2 separate regions of the Gossypium arboreum genome follow, and region 1 is linked to region 2. A link is a contact called in public Hi-C data. All regions are on one chromosome and are shown on one strand. Each heading gives the region's core, a stretch centred on a gene start, on an enhancer-like site or on the middle of the called end of the contact. The rest is flanking DNA. Distances are from core to core; before and after follow the strand shown.

Region 1 (2,870 bases), core at 300-2,799, 210 kb before region 2:
TCAGCATCCACTGTTCCAAATGGTGGTAAAACTGAGTCACCAAGTGCACCCAACAATGACCCATTTTCAGACCCTTTCAAGGACCCATCATCAAACAGGTTGCCAGCACCCATCTCAGACACCCCCACAGCACAGCAACTAGAATTCAACCATCTTTTTCTGTATAGCCTGATTTCAACTCCTTGTCTGATGGCCACACACCTAGGAAATCTGTAACAAAATGAACCACCATGTAATCTCAGTACATAAACAGGACAACTTTAATCATAGTTCACATATGTACCATATAATTTATACCTTGTGTTTATGAAGATCTGAGGAGATAAAGCACAATCCATGGAATGAAAGTCGGAGGAAAAGAAAGAAATATATATATATAATTGAGATGGCAGGATCTGCTCTACTAGCTTTATTGGTGTTTTGTATGGAAAGAATAGAAGGGGTACCTGTAGTTGTGGATGGCATTTCACTTTGTAGCCAATCCATATGATGTTAATCACAATGACATGAATGGCCCTCTATGTTTCAAGCAAACCTGTCATTTTCTTACCCCATCCAAACATATTAAACAATGAAAAAATTTTAATCTCTTTTGCTCAACCTAATTATCTATTTAGTCCTTATCCTGTATTTAAATTGTCACATTCTGGACTTGGAGAAGTGACAAAAGGATAAATAATTTCTTTCTAAAACAGAGAAAAAAATAAAGCCCCCGTGAAATGTTTGGACAAATTATAATTTGAGTTAATTCATTCTAAATTACTACACAAATTTTAATTTATTGTAATTATATTTTTAAAATATCGAGGCTATATTAAAATTTTTATTATTAAAATCGTTAATTTAACAATTAAATTAAACATCATATTTCGAGTGACATAATTTAAAATGAAAATAAAAATAAATGAATATTGTGAAAATGTACCTAGTAATTATCTTGGCTTCGAGGGTTTTACTTTATATTTTCTCAATATTCATTTTAAATTATGTCATGTAAAAGTTGGTATGATGTTTAACAATTATATTAACTATTTTAATAATGGAAACACTTTATTAATATAACATTCATAATTTAATTTAGGTATGTAATTAAAATGTTTTAAATTATAGAGATCAATTTAGATTGAAGATCATAGTTTTTGGATGTCTAATACAATTAAATCTTATAATTTTATCTTTTTACTAAGATTTAGTTCATATATTTTAATTTCACATTATTTAATTTCTTACCGTTTGAATATCTTTTAAATAAAATGTGAAGATAATTCTTGACTTTGAATTTAGTTTTAAAAAAGATTAGTTGCGTTGCTGGAGGGCTTCTAGAAGATGATAATGGGAATTAAATTGTTGGTTTTACAGTGTATTTAAAAAATTGTGCAGTTATTGATTTAGAATTATGAGGCATCCTTGATGGGTTACAAATTGTTCTTGATCGTGGCTATCGAAAAGTGTCACTAAAATTTTGAAACTGTTAACCTTATTAATGAAGGAATTTATAATGGTTCTAATCCTACCTTAGTTAGGAGAATACTTTTATTTTTAAAGTGTCACTGAAATTTTAAAGATATTCCTAAAAAAAATAATAGAATTGCAAACCAGATAATCAAACTTAGGCAGGACAGGATTTGTGATTGGTCGAAAAAGTTAATGTGCCGAGTTTTTTTAATATTTGATACTTGACTTGTAATTTCTTTTTCACCCAAAGAAAAAAAAAGCTGCGTTAAACGGTTTCTAGTCTGTACCACCTTACCGTAGCCCGTAGGATTCATAGAAAAAGCCAATAGCTTTTTGTTTTACACTTGAAAGTGAGAGAGAAGCGGCGGCGCGACGGCTTAAAACGACACTAGTTCCGATCTCCCCAAAGCTTGAAACGACAATTGTTTGTTTTAACATTCCTAAGTTTCCGCTTCTTCCTCTTCTTTTTGAAAACTTTCACTCTCTCAGTTCCCTTCCTTCTTCCACGTGTTCCCCGATCTTTTTTTTCTCTTAGATCCGTCCGTACATTTTTCAGGTGATTTTCATTTTCTCTGCACTTTCTGAAGTTCTTTTTTTTTTTAAATATATATAAAGAAAAAAAAAACTAAAATTGGTTTGATTTAGTGCTGAATGGGCTATGGCCGAACCACTGCCGACGGAGGATGGGGTGAAGGAGAACAAATTATGGAAAGGGGTCTTTGCTGTCAGTGGAATCTTGATTACTCTTGTCATCTATGGGGTTTTACAGGTTCTTCGTTTTTCTTTTTTAAAAAATGGTGTATATTTCTTTATTTGTTGCTTTTGTCTGTTTATAATAGGATCTCTGTTCTTAATTTTTAATTGCATTGTTTGTTTTTACCTAAAAAAGATTGTTATTTTGGGTTCTTTTAAAAGTTAATTTAAATGTCTTTTCTGAATGTAAACTGTTTACAAGAAAGAAACATTAGATTTTAATATCTTTGTCTAGAGCTTCTAAAACGGTTGATTTTAGTAAAACATGCAAGCCCAGGAGGTTTTTATTTATTTATTTATTTATGCAAATGGAAGATCTGGGTACTCTTTGATTGTTTGGAAATTTGAATATGAAAATAAAAATTGGGAATTTTAGCTGTGCTGATGATATAGCAGAACGATTCTTATATATTTCCTCGCTAAAATGTAAGTTAAAATTTTTTGGGTGAGTTTCTCTATATTAGAATTGAAGATTTGGCTTTTAATTCCAGATGAAAGCAGTTGGTTTTTTTCTAGTTTAAAGGGTACCTAAATAAATACTAAGAATGCTAGAGAAGACACTTAAGCCATTAATGTCTTACTCTATTAATTATAAGAAGTATGATTATTTGGTAGTGGTAGCATGATGATCTTTGCTCATGTTATGTGCATGTAGTTATTGT
Region 2 (2,702 bases), core at 170-2,669:
TGTTCCCCTCAGCCTCAACGAATGGTTGCTGGTATTGGCAGTTGCTTTTCCAGTCATTCTGATCGATGAGGTGCTCAAATGCATTGGAAGATGCACAACCGGGCCGCGGTATTCTCCTGCAACTAAATCTATAAAGCATAAAGCTGAATGATTATACAGTAATTGTATTAACATTTAGAGGATCAAGATTAGAACTTCCGTGGATGCTCAATGTGCAGCATGCCTCCCATCATTGACCTATAGTGACCTATATGCTATAGGCTATGGGGTTAAATTAAACTTTAGGCAAACTATCAACTTGTCATGGTTCTGTAGTGCTATCTGTTGGGTGTCAAAGTGTTCTATGTGAACTCAACAATATTAGACAACATCCTACTAGTGTGGTGTACCCTCAGTCTGTTAACTCGTAAGCTCTTGATAAAGCCAAAGCAGATCAACAATTTTAATTTTCCGATATCTTCTTCAAACCCCATAAACCAGAAAATAAGTAAATTCAAAACCAGAAACACATTAAAGTAAACAAAACGAAGTTCAAATATCATTCAAATCTGCAACTCGAAGCATGAGTTAAAAAACACAGAAGCAATCAACAGATACCAACTTATAACTTCGTATAATCCAAAATAAAAACCCCTAAGTTCGAACATTCTTGACAGTAAAAATTAAACTATCGAATGAGCAAATTAGAGCATCAAGATGACTTTCATATACGCTTTCAGCTTTCTTTAGCTCCTAAATTTTGCAGACTTCATTTTCCTTTTGCCAATCTCCTCATCAAAACACCGTAAACCAGAAATGAATTAAATTCAAAATAAGTAAGACATACAAATTAACAAAATGAAGTTAAAATTTCATTGAAATCTGCAATTCGAAGCACGAATTACACAACCCACAAAACAAACAAACGGGTAAACACCCCCTAATTACAATCCCTAACCCAAAGCTCAAACATTCTTGACAGCAAGACTTCAAATCCCCCCTAAGACACCACCATTCTAAAACCTAAACCCTAAATCACATTTAACCACCGAATCCATACAAAGTCCTGCCCTGCCTCTTGAGTGCATAAACCACATCCATAGCAGTCACAGTCTTTCTCCTCGCGTGCTCTGTGTAGGTGACAGCGTCACGAATCACGTTCTCCAGGAAGATCTTAAGAACACCACGGGTTTCTTCGTAGATCAAGCCGCTGATACGCTTAACGCCTCCCCTACGAGCCAAACGCCGAATAGCCGGCTTCGTAATTCCCTGGATATTGTCACGGAGGACCTTACGGTGACGCTTCGCTCCTCCCTTACCCAAACCCTTGCCTCCCTTTCCTCTTCCTGACATTATGAATGCTAAACTGAAATCGATAGAACTTCTATGAAGATATATTGAAAACTTGTTGTATAATCTAAAATAGTCGACGTATTTATAGGAGAAGTGCGGAGTGTTGTATTGGTAGACCGATCCGCGTGATATTAGTGATAATGAATTTCGTCCGTCAATTAGTTAAAATCAAGGGTGGAGATAAGAATAACTGACGCGGATCGATGACGTGGAATATTAGCAGCTTTTTTTCAAGCGCCTGTTGTAATGCGAGTTGAAATTCGAAAATGAATTTTTGGGGCGAGACTATAGGATAAACTATAAAAATAGTTACTTTTATTTGTTTCAAGTTATATTTTAGTTATTTGTATTTAAAATATTACGTTTTAGTCACTTATGTTATTATTTTGTTACGAAGTGATCATTCTTCCGTTAAGTTTCGTTATCTCCCTAACGGTAATCTTACGTGACAGTCCAACTATATTTTAAGCTCATCTGTTAATACATAATTTATCCGGCTAAATTATACATTTCATTTACTATTAACAGATAATTTAGTCGGATAAAGTATGTATTAATAGATATACTCATACATCCTCTGGGTTACAAATGTAAATTGTATAATGACTTACATTAAAAAATGTGCAAACGTTGAGGGCGAATTTTGGACTTTCTTGTTCCAGATGTTTGCTTGTTATAAAACCGAGTATTAAAAACAACTTTACAATATTACCAACTTTCATTGACTATAAAATCTAATTGGACTGCCCCGTAGGATTACCGTTAGGGAGATAACGGAACTTAACGGAAGAGTGATCACTTCGTAACAAAATAATAATATAAGTGATTAAAATATAACTTGAGGCAAACAAAAATGACTATTTTTATAGTTTACCCTAACCTCTAAAATGGCAAATACATGGCAAATACATGTCTACTGGCTGCCAATATTTGAAAGCGATTGGTTGATATAAATAAAATATGGTATAATTGTGGTTTTAGTTTTTTTTTCATTATTTACATATTAAAAATATAATTTGGTTTATTATTTTATAATAATATTAATGTCAATTCTATAATCTATCATCTATTTATAATATATATATAAAAGTACGAGTTTGAAAAAAATTTAAGCGATGAAAATATTTTTATCATATTATTAAATTCACATTTAAAAATAATTATAATTTAATTTGTAATTATTAATTAAAAAGTTGCACTAATTTTAAAATAGAGTTATTATTTGAATGGAAATTCAAATATAAAATATAAGGAAAAGTTGTGATTTATGAAATAAATAATAAGCAAAACAAAGAATAAAAGAAATAGAGGCATCAAAAGAACTGTGAATTTTATTGATCAATTTGGCTGTTTACAAAATTCCTATAAAG

Evidence for each region. Hi-C and Micro-C count contacts between places; a contact is called where the count stands out from the background.
Region 1: a Hi-C map of leaf shows a contact between it and region 2, with 2.0 times the contacts expected there. The contact joins the promoter of LOC108461898 here to the promoter of LOC108464227 in region 2. A contact is called at or near these places in 2 of 5 Hi-C or Micro-C datasets (both in leaf).

The regions. Positions count from the first base shown.
Region 1 is chr1:7,371,221-7,374,090 of ASM2569848v2, reverse strand. LOC108461898 (UDP-galactose/UDP-glucose transporter 5B) reads left to right here and starts at 1,549. Exons shown (of 12, transcript XM_017761875.2): 1 at 1,549-2,011; 2 at 2,101-2,224. The coding sequence starts at 2,114. LOC108463023 (monofunctional riboflavin biosynthesis protein RIBA 3, chloroplastic) reads right to left here and starts at 512. Exons shown (of 7, transcript XM_017762958.2): 1 at 298-512; 2 at 1-210. The coding sequence starts at 338.
Region 2 is chr1:7,163,069-7,165,770 of ASM2569848v2, reverse strand. It overlaps LOC108464227 (histone H4), which reads right to left and starts at 1,419. Exons shown (of 1, transcript XM_017764392.2): 1 at 830-1,419. The coding sequence starts at 1,332. The coding sequence ends at 1,021. It overlaps LOC108464226 (calcium-transporting ATPase 1, endoplasmic reticulum-type-like), which reads left to right. Exons shown (of 9, transcript XM_053026842.1): 9 at 1-422. The coding sequence ends at 151.